Regions from separate parts of the Oncorhynchus mykiss genome. Here region 2 is linked to region 1. Evidence: chromatin contacts called from public Hi-C data. All regions are on one chromosome and are shown on one strand. The core of a region is the stretch at or near the end of the contact, and the rest is flanking DNA. Distances in the headings are between cores, read along the strand shown. Region 1 holds the start of LOC110520634 (E3 ubiquitin-protein ligase TRIM11). Region 2 holds the start of LOC110520637.

What was found. A called contact is a pair of places that touch in the nucleus more often than the background predicts.
Region 2: a contact with region 1 is called in a Hi-C map of blood, with 6 times the contacts expected there. The contact joins the promoter of LOC110520637 here to the promoter of LOC110520634 in region 1. A contact is called at or near these places in 2 of 3 Hi-C or Micro-C datasets (blood and liver).

What each region holds. Positions count from the first base shown.
Region 1 is chr3:78,073,840-78,079,690 of USDA_OmykA_1.1, forward strand. It overlaps LOC110520634 (E3 ubiquitin-protein ligase TRIM11), which reads right to left and starts at 2,941. Exons shown (of 6, transcript XM_021598044.2): 1 at 2,328-2,941; 2 at 2,116-2,211; 3 at 1,272-1,505; 4 at 844-976; 5 at 645-722. The coding sequence starts at 2,891.
Region 2 is chr3:78,224,239-78,230,089 of USDA_OmykA_1.1, forward strand. LOC110520637 reads right to left here and starts at 3,188. Exons shown (of 7, transcript XM_036975288.1): 1 at 2,689-3,188; 2 at 1,261-1,381. The coding sequence starts at 1,280.

The DNA of each region.
Region 1 (5,851 bases), core at 1,691-4,190:
CATCTATTTTTGTAGGCATTACTGTGCAATAGGAACTAAATGCACCACAATTCTCAAATGTGTGATATGTGTGTGTGTACACACACACACACACACACACATATATATAGTAACAATAATTTGTTCACTAATGTTTTTATTACCACTATGTACCACCTTCACACAGGTGAGGCAATTGTAATTATCACCTAGGCACCTGCATATAAAAATACAACAGTTTTGGCACATCTTTAGATGCTCTGATGAAGGCGTAACTTCCCAAATGCGTCTGCCTGCCCGGCCCCCCAAAAAAAGAAACACTGAAATTAGTTAACGCCTTTAAGTTAAAAACAATAATTGTTTTACTATTTTGAGTATCACAATTTCCAAATGTTCTAGAAATTAGGATTTAATTCGAGGTCAGTGTCAGATATGACAGAGCATAAAACCAGAACTGTTGTGCAAGATCTATTGTGGAGTGTTTACCCACTCTTAACAGTTTGATTAGTGTTGTGTGTCAACTGTACACAATAGGCTCTGATATCAGATATTGTGTATGTCTAGTACTGAACCATTAGACTACATGGACGTATTGCTCAATACCAGAGACTTTCACAGTGAATATAACATACATGTTAAAATCAAATCAGATTCATTATACTTACATTGTTTCAGTGTTGACAGTGAACACCGACAGGCTGTGGGATCTACACGTAAAGCTGTCCTAGCGCCAGAACCTTGGTCTGTGGATCGAAGAAAATAGTCATGGAAGACAATAATGTTTTTATGAATAGCTGCAGTTTGTCTTCCTGAATTACTGGAAATAGTCTAATCACACGGTACTTATTAAATGAATGTACTGACCCTTCCAGATCCTGTCAATCTCCTTGTGGAGCCTCTCTTTGAGTTCTCCTGCCTGAACAAGTCTCTCCTCTGGGTCCAGACTGACACAGTATGGAGATGCATCAACTGAGCCTTTCTGCAGGGCATTGTAATCCTGAAAACAGGAGGATATTTAGCCACTCTTGGAGGACAATGGAAGTTGATCCTAGAACTGCTGTGTTGTCATTAAAAACCAACATGTTTCAGCTTGTGGCCTTCATCAGGGTTTTACAGACAATCCTGAAAATAATATATATATATATATATATATATATATATATATATATATATATATATATATATATATATATATATATATGACACCAGTAAGGCAGACGTCAGCTCAAAGTCCACTTTGACCATTTGGGCTCGAGTTGGTAAATATTTGTTGAAACAAAGTGTAAATTCACCTGAAGCAACCTCCCGGGTTCTTCACCCTGCAATGCGAGCTCCATCCCAGTGACCTCATCCTCCAAGCTCTTGAATCTCTTCTCCATCTTCTGAACCTCACTCTCTGTTTTCAGCAGCATCTCTTTCTCTTTCTCCTCCATTGAGGTCAGCAGTTGTTTCTGCTCCTCTGTGATGGCTGAGATCAGCATGATGAAATTTGTCTGCTGTTCTTGTTTCTGTAGACTGGCAGAGATCTGACAGGAAGAGGTGTCGGAACAAAAAATACATGACACAGTGGATGTTTTCTAGTGTTTGTTTTCTTGCTCTTGTTTTAGTTCATCTTCCTCCCAATAACCAGTTTTATATGTTACAGAGGCTTCCTATTACATATGAAATGGCCTCGTAATCATATTCTAGAATAGAATCAGAGGGTTTGTAGATGGAAAGAACTCTGTAACCATGACATTTCACTGTGGCTCAACTCATCCACAGTCTTTTTCATATAAATACATTAAACAGTAGCTAGGTTTCCATCCAAATGGCGACATTCATCTTTGCCGACGAGTCGTAGTGGGAAAACCACACAACACGTCATCGCTTGACTCCAAGTTTACTTCGATATGAAGGTTATTATATCAATATTTGCGCATATAAAGAAAAAAGTTTCCACCGATATTTCTAGCATAATTCATTTTACCGACACAAAAAAAAATCCCACCTTCTCTGAAGCATTTAGTTTTTGTCGACATTTGGAAAGTTTACAACAACAATAAAACGGTTTCCATCAGGCCTGTCATTAAAACATTTATCCAACATGTACTTTACTCACTAAGAGGTTGGATGGAAATCTGGTTAGTACCGTACCTTGAATGACTCCATGGTGTTCTTGGCTTTGAGAATCTCCGTCTTTACCATGCACACATTGTTCTTTTTGGCAAGCAGCTCTTTCAGCACTCTCTGCTGTAAATTCAGGGCATTTTATTTACACGCACAGAGATACTGCCGTTTAAAGTTACAGTAGACATTATACTCTAGAGTAATTATTGGTCATTATTCATACTCATTTCTCTCCTTACCTTCATTTGGGGGATCTGTTCCTCTGCAGGTGTGGTTTTGTGGGTCTTATGACCCAGAGAGTCACATTGAGCGCAGATCAGAGCCTTATCATCCAGGCAGAACAGAGACAGAGGTTGACCATGTTCACCACATAATGTGTTCACATCCCTTGGCTGGGCCAGTTCTTCAACTATAGATGTACACTTCCCTGCCATTTTCCTGGGAAGAATGGAGATTTTCGCTGGTTTACGATGTGGCTCCGCCAATCTGAGAGTGTTGGACAGGGCGTCTAGAACATGGTTCATGGCCAGCTCAGGTCTCTCAGCGAACTTTCTCATACACAGAGGGCAGCTGCACTCCCCTTTGTTCCAGTAGGACTGTATGCATCCCTGGCAGAAGTTGTGTCCACAGGGAATAGTGACGGGGTTGGAGAAGACATCGAGACAGACAGAGCAGATAAAATGCTCCCGAGATAAACCACCCGTCGCCATTTTGTTTCGACGCGGGAGCAGGAAGAATGAGTGACAAGTCTGTACAGGATGCGTGGGTTTGGTAATAGGGTGTTGCCCGGATTCTTTCAACATATCAGTGAAATATCTACCAGGCCCTGGAAAGCCTCTTTTTTTTTGCAGGGTGGAGTCCATGGACCTGTCATGGGATTGGATCCCTTCTTCTTCCTTGGTATTATGACGTTCGCACATGTTGTTTGTGCGCGTCGCAGCGTTAGTGCGTGTTCAATCACATTACATTTGTGATACAAAAATTAAAAAGGGATAAAAAATAATAATAATTGCACCAACAACCAACCTTACTCCAATATAACACTATTACAACCAAAACAAGGTTTATGAAATGGTATATACAGCGCATTCAGAAAGTACTCAAACCCCTTGACTTTTTCCACATTTTGTTGCATTACAGCCTTATTCTATAATGGATTTTTTTTTATCCTCATCAATCTACACACAATACCACATAATGACAAAGCAACAACAGGTTTCTAGAAATGTTTGCAAATGTATAAATAATAATAATTACTATCAGGAAGGGGCCTGAATGCTTTCTGAATGCCCTGTAGCTGCTTTATTTTTTTGCTGGACCCCAGGAAGAATAGCTGCTGTCTGGGCAGGAACTAATGGAGATCAATAATAAATGCACATACAAATAAGTCAAGGGGGTATGAATACTTTTCTGACCTCACTCTGTATGAAATAATAGGGGTTGAAATTATTTTTGTAATGACTGCCCCTTCTTCTGTCTGTCATACATACAACATCTGTAAGGTTCCTCAGTCAAGGTGGTATGAATACTTTTCTGACCTCACTCTGTGTGAAATAATAGGGGTTGAAATTATTTTTGTAATGACTGCCCCTTCTTCTGTCTGTCATACATATAACATCTGTAAGGTTCCTCAGTCAAGTATTGAATTTCAAGCACAGGTTCAACCACAAAGACAAGGGAGCTTTTCGAAAGCCTCATAATGAAGGGCAGGGATTGGTAGATGGGCAACAATAACAAATCAGACATTGAATATATCTTTAAGCCTGGTCAAGTTAATAATTATGTTGCGGATTATGTATTAAACCGCTCAGACACATCAAAGATACAGTCGTCCTTCAGAACTGAGTTGCAGGACAGGAAGGAAACTGCTCAGGGATGTTACCATGAGGCCATTGGTGATTTTAAAACGGCTACAGAGTTCAATGGCTGTGATGGAAGAAAACTGTGAATGGATCAACATTGCAGTGACTGCAATAAAAAAATATACACCTTTCAGCAGGACAATAACCTACAACACAAGGCCAAATCTACGCTGGAGTTGCTTACCAAGAGAACAGTCGATGTTCCAAGAAGACAGTCGATGTTCCAAGAGAACAGTCGATGTTCCGAGAGAACAGTCGATGTTCCAAGAAGACAGTCGATGTTCCAAGAAGACAGTCGATGTTCCGAGAGAACAGTCGATGTTCCAAGAAGACAGTCGATGTTCCAAGAGAACAGTCGATGTTCCAAGAAGACAGTCGATGTTCCAAGAAGACAGTCGATGTTCCAAGAAGACAGTCGATGTTCCAAGAAGACAGTCGATGTTCCGAGAGAACAGTTGATGTTCCAAGAAGACAGTCAATGTTCCAAGAAGACAGTCGATGTTCCAAGAAGACAGTCGATTTACCAAGAAGACAGTCGATGTTCCAAGAGAACAGTCGATGTTCCAAGAAGACAGTCGATGTTCCAAGAAGACAGTCGATGTTCCAAGAAGACAGTCGATTTACCAAGAAGACAGTCGATGTTCCAAGAGAACAGTCGATGTTCCAAGAAGACAGTCGATGTTCCAAGAAGACAGTCGATGTTCCAAGAAGACAGTCGATGTTCCAAGAAGACAGTAGAGTTTTGACTTAAATCTACTTGGACATCAAATCAAAATTCAAATCCAATTTTATTAGTCAAATGCAACGAATACAACAGACCTTAGAGTGAAATGCTTACTTACGAGCCCCTAACCAACAGTGCAGTTTAAAAAAAATACGGATAAGAATAAGAGATAAAAGTAACAAGTAATTAAAGAGCAGCATTAAAAAATAACAATATATACAGGGGGGTGCCGGTACAGAGTATATGTGCGGGGGCACCGGTTAGTTGAGGTAGTATGTACATGTCGGTAGAGTTGTGTCCCCAATCACTGCCCTGGGGGATTGGGATATATTTTTTTTAGACCAGAGGAAAGAGTGCCTCCTACTGGCCCTCCAACAGCGTCTGGTCTCCCATCCAGGAACTGACCAGGACCAACCCTGCTTAGCTTCAGAAGCAAGCCAGCAGTGGTATGCAGGGTGGTATGCAGGGTGGTATGCTGGGTGGTATGCTGGGTGGTATGCAGGGTGGTATGCTGGGTGGTATGCAGGGTGGTATGCTGGGTGGTATGCAGGGTGGTATGCAGGGTGGTATGCTGGGTGGTATGCAGGGTGGTATGCTGGGTGGTATGCAGGGTGGTATGCTGGGTGGTATGCTGGCTGGTATGCAGGGTGGTATGCTGGCTGGTATGCAGGGTGGTATGCTGGGTGGTATGCAGGGTGGTATGCTGGGTGGTATGCAGGGTGGTATGCAGGGTGGTATGCTGGGTGGTATGCAGGGTGGTATGCTGGGTGGTATGCTGGCTGGTATGCAGGGTGGTATGCTGGCTGGTATGCAGGGTGGTATGCTGGCTGGTATGCAGGGTGGTATGCTGGCTGGTATGCAGGGTGGTATGCAGGCTGGTATGCAGGGTGGTATGCAGGGTGGTATGCTGGGTGGTATGCAGGGTGGTATGCAGGGTGGTATGCAGGGTGGTATGCAGGGTGGTATGCTGGCTGGTATGCAGGGTGGTATGCTGGGTGGTATGCAGGGTGGTGTGCAGGGTGGTATGCTGCTGGGAATGTCGCCATGTAGCTAATAGAACAGTAAAAACTAATTCTCCATCATCAAATTCGTGTTCATGAGAGGATCACTTGAAGCCATTGCTTCTGGTCAGTACTTTCAATTTTACCCGAAGGTTTGTGTTGTTAGTGTCTGCCTC
Region 2 (5,851 bases), core at 1,938-4,437, 150 kb after region 1:
TTTAGACTACGGCGATATCCTCTATATCAGTTTTTCCCAAACTGGGGAACACGCAATGCCGTCGGGGGCACGCCAAATGAAAATGTGGTTCACAGACCAAAAATATTATAATCAAACAGCACATTTTATATTTTTCCAACGGAGCTATACATTTGTGTGAGTTTTTTTTCCCCCTCACCTGAGTAGCCTTGTTTCACTGCCAAAAATAAGATAAACCATCTGGCGAAATAACAACACAATGTCAAATACAGGTAGCCATGTCAAATTATTAACATCCAATCACATTAACCGTTACTCATCCAATCACATTAACCGTTACTCATCCAATCACATGAATCGTTACTCATCCAATCACATTAACCGTTACTCATCCAATCACATTAACCGTTACTCTCTCGATCGAAACCTTCACTCTTACGCAGACATTTAGAAACGAAACATGACAATGTGAAAAATAAGCCACAGGAGTTTTTTGAGCGAGAATTAAGATGACTCGAGTAGTAAGACATGTATAAAAGCAACAGACACCATTAATAAGAAGGGGCTAGAAGTGTCTTATATGGTGAGCTACCGAGTGGCTAGGACAGGCAAGCCCCATACTATTGTGGAGGACTTCATTCTTCCTGCTGCCGCGGATATGGGCTGGGACAATGCTGGGGGGAAAAGACCCAAAAAACTATACAGACAATGCCTTCATCAAACGAACACTGTTTCACGACGCATCAGTGACATGGCAGGAGATGTTTTGAAACAAATACTGCTTCACACACAAGCCAGTGAATTCTATGCGTTACAGCTGGATGAGTCAACAGACGTGGCGGGCCTGGCACAGCTCCTGGTGAGTGTCCGTTACGCTTATGGGGGGGGGGGGGTCAATTAAGGAAGACATCCTCTTCTGCAAACCACTGGAAACCAGGACAACAGGAGAGGATATTTTTAAAGTACTGGACAGATTTGTGACATCAAATGGACTTTGGTGGTCAAGATGTGATGGGATCTGTACTGATGGAGCAAAAGCCATGACAGGGAGACATTATCCTTATTATTACTACACCAAACGTCTGACACACGTTACAACCCAGTCATATCAAGTGTCATGGGAATCAGATCACCATCATTCGTCTAAAGTCCATAAACCTTAACCACAATGCAGTAGTAGAATTATCCAATATGATAAACACAAACACAATCATGATGATGGGTGATACTACTATCTAGAATTTAATATGGGGGAAGGGGGGGGGGGGTGTAGGTGACAACCTGTGTAAGATCTTGTACATGGTCCCGGGTGGTGTGCCTGGCCCAGGGATCCAGCGGAGAACATGGTGGAAGTTGAGAGAATCGATGGTAACATTGACCGGAGCAGGGAGGGTACACAGGGCTAGGATGGCAAAAGGGGATACAGAGAGGGACTGTATCGTTAAACTCGTAAATGAAGATAACATACAGTACAAGACACTATACTGCCCACAGACACAGACTGTTTGTGGGTGTATGTCTGAGAGCAACTGAGAGCAACTAGAGACTTCAGTATCTTATCCCAGCCAAGGTACAGTAAATCAATGACTTGCTACCTAGCCGCCAGTAACCCCACCATGTTATGTAATCAACTGCCAATGGTCCCTTTCTTAATTTGACTATGACAGTTTATTACAAATCAGTCTGACAGTATTTCAGTCTGAAAGACAGTATGGTTTGAAGTGACTGAAATGCATCAGAAAGGTACTGAGAAGTTCAGGAGACCATCAGGCAATAACGTTGTGTGATCTTCTGTGTTGAAAATAACACCATCATTGACAATGTTCTTTCCCCCGCAGTCTGATTTAGAGCCTGGTCTTGTCCGCGCCATTCTAATGGCTTGTGGGCATAGTAGCTGGAAACAAGTGTTCCTGAGTCGTGTCTTTCAGTGAAGGCATCATAATATTGTTACGCTTAAAACGTTAAAAAGAGAGCCACATTTATAGGAAGAAAACAGAAACCGGTCTGTTAATTACAACCGCATCTAGAATCTGCCCCAAATTTTGTCTTGCGACCGCATTTTCAACTTGACCCCTAGTTTGGGAAACTCCGCACTGTTTAGCAGTAAACATGCACAGCGGTAAACATGCTCAGCGGTAAACACTGCTACGTTGAACCTGTTCAGAAACCCATAATAGCAGTGGACAACTTACCATAAAAACACTGCAACATCAAGTAAATAGTTAGAAGGAAATATTTCATATCTTGTTATTCCTAAAACCTTTAAAAAAATTATCGAGAGGACTGGTCCATTGTTGGTCAATGTTCTGAAAAACAAAAGATATTGAATACAGAAGTGAAAATGAAATTCTCACTCAAACAAAAGGAAAGGTACAGCAGTACTGTGAGGTTTGTGTGGCGTCTATTGCTATAGCGATCAGGTTGTATGATCTAACGTTGGGACAGGTGAACAACACTTGACTCAATCTATGCTTACTTTAGGTTACTGTTATGTGTTTATATAAATATGTTGTCTACAACCAGTATGCAACTCTTGAAATGATAAAACACAACAAACAATTTTAATGAAGAAAATAAAATAGAGATTTGTGTCGTCTTCCAAGTCTACAGTGTTTCTAATAATGATTTTGCGTGTAAAGGGGTAAAGTTACGCTTGTCCTACACGTTTCTTGATCCGAACTAAATGCTGGCATTAATAAATAATTGTACCTGAAGATATGCCTTCCTTGATGAATCCCTTTCAAAGAACGTGATATTTCCCGCCGTGGGTAAAAGCAGAAGAGAAAATAGACATGTAAACACATAAACAGTCTGACCGTGCTGTGAATACTAGTAATTCTTCCGGTCACTTGTGTTTTCCAAACGTCACTCGTTTTTGTGAAATCACATGATAACCAGGTCGAACGCCCCCAAAAGGCAATGGGGCAAATATTTCTTTAACTAAACCAAGATAGACCAGGGCCTGCCATTTGCAATGGGAACAAATGAGTCATATTGAGATGAGATCCTATTCGCCGGTTCTAGCAGATATCTGCATATTCATGTTAGGGAACCCTACTCGGTGAAGTGCGCGTGTGCAATAACTAAATTCGTCTTTGCGTTCCTTCTAAACAATGCATTTTTTTACAACTTTGGCAAATGTTAAAGTCTACAAAACGTAGTCCACTCTGTTTACAACAGATTCTAGTTTTGGGAACAGAAAACTGTATTGAGATAAAAATGTTTAATCGATGAGAAAATGTACAGAATGTTGGCCAAAATCCATCTCGTTGCGTCTTCTACCACTGCCGGCCACTGGGCTTCCTCTCACTACCATATTTGGTAGGGAGTTTAAACGCCAAGCGGATGCTTTACATTTATACATCTGGTGAAATATCTGTCTCATTGTTCTATTTGTGGAATGGACTTCTTCTATGGTATATTGACGATCGCACAATTAAATGTGCATCCGGCAACCTGCTGTGCGGGATGGAAACAGGATTCCCCAAAATGGAACAAAATACCAACAACAACAAAAAACTAACAAAAAATAAACTAAATCAAACAACTTTTCTGTTAACAAAATAAACCATATGATCCATACACAGGCTCACGGGGAACCTGGGAGGGCGGGCCTTCAGAAGTAAGATCCTTAAGTCTCAAAAACGTTCTGCCGCAAACACAATAATGTCCAGTTTCTTATTCTTATACTTATTAGAGACTTGTGCCGCACAGTTTATAACTGTGGAAATGAACGCCACAAAATCCACCCTTTTAACGCACAGGCTATCTTTTGGCTGGCAGCAAACATTTACTACAGACTGTGATGCGTCCACAACCACATATTCACTAGCATCACTTATTTTCTCAATTCTGTTAATCGCTTCTGCATAAGAGATTCGATTGACCGCTCTGATTTTTGTCACCTCAATCTCCTTCACGTTTACAGGGCACTCCAGGATGTCTGGATTAGTTTATTTTGTAAATATTTTCTTAACTATATTTTATGAAAACTGCATTGTTCGTTAATAAAGGCTTGAAAGTAATCATTTCACGGTAAGGTCTACACTTCACCAGGGCGTAGCCTAACGTGATCAGAAATCTCAACTAGCAAGCAAATCGCAGCAATGAAGAATTGAGTGCGTGCGCGTTCACGCGAATGGGGGATTCTGGCAGGGGGGAGATTTTCGGCACAACACCGGTCCTTGGCGTTATGCCGGAATAGGCGAGACCAAAAAAAATCGCCCCCGCACATAACTAGAATAGTCCCAGTAAGCATAATGACGTTAAAAGGACGTCTAAAATACGTATTTAAAAGACGAAGTTAGGTTCAATTTAGGTTCTGAATGGAAGGTGAAAAGGTATTTTCCATATGTTTAAATAACATTTTCCAGGAAAAAAAACATATTCTATGGATGTTGAAATCAGGTTCATTTTCAGTTCTGAATGAAAGTTGAAAATAAGTAATTTAGGGTAGCCTAGTGGTTAGAGTGTTGGACTAGTAACCGGAAGGTTGCGAGTTCAAACCCCCGAGTTGACAAGGTACAAATCTGTCGTTCTGCCCCTGAACCCACTGTTCCTAGGCAGTCATTGAAAATAAGAATGTGTCCTTAACTGACTTGCCTGGTTAAATATATGTCTATGTTTGGGCCAAATCAAGAATGGTCTAGACTGGACAAAAACTGAACCTAACATATGATTGGTTCAAATTTGGTCCGGATCAAAAATCTATGTCTGTGGATGTTGAAATCAAGGCCTGTTTGGAACTGCACCAAAAAAAGACATCCTCCTGTGCTAACTGAGGTATAACTTACAATGTTGCCTAAAATTACATGTTTATGAATGCCCATCGATGTGATAAACTTAGATGTCGGCTTGTGCTTACTGGGGTGTGGCTGGCAATGGAATTTTATGAATGCCCATCCATGTGGTAGGCCCACCATTTGTAAAACAGGAAGTTGTATTGGCTTTAATAGTTCTGATTCCTGTGACTAATTCATTTGTCTATTTAAGCTCTGAAATCAGTTAGTCAACTTCATCAGGAGTTCTCGAGCCTATTTGCAGTGTGTTTACACATAGTGGGAAATGGAGAAGTATTTGTCTTGTTTCGCTACGATCAGCTTGTCAAACATTGACCGATACAAACTTGAAACCACTGATCATGACAATGGGAGTGAAACTCCTGGTCAACAGTCGTGATTGGTCCATTCCATATGGTCCATTTCACTTTGACCTGTCCTGTTGTTAGGATATGTTATTTTGTTAACATGACGTCACATATTTTATTTGATTGGGTGCCATTTAGGTTCCGGTATTTGATCTGGAGAAACCTGCATGATGTAAACAAAAAAGTGTCTGCATCCTTATATATATATTTATATTTCCAGGCTGTAGGCTATAGAAAAGGCCACACTCTTTCTACCATATCCTATATCTGCTACATGATTTACGTTAGATTAATGAAAAACATTGGTGGAGCGCTTAATGATTCCAGCAGGGGAACCCCCCCCCCCCCCCCCCCCGACACCTCCACAACCTCGCACACCAGGTGAACCAGGGCACCCACACTTAAGAGATGCGTCCCTCCACCCTGGAGAGGTGCGCAGGGAATGGACAAGCAAAATATGTTGCAGTGGGTACTGCTTATCAAATGCGGCATAAGCACACACCTAAAAAGCCCATGTGCCACTGGTTGAGAGAAATTGTAATTGTTTGTGGGCAGAATTATGTGAGGTTTTGTGTGTGTTGTTGTTGGAGGTGCATCTTGGTCAGTTTAGGTCGTTGATCGGCCGCCATATTCGGCCGCCTAATGCCCCATGTACACTATGAGCGTGCCCGGCAAGCTCTTTATCAAAAAACGACAGGTCCATCAGACTTTCTTTTTCTTCATTCA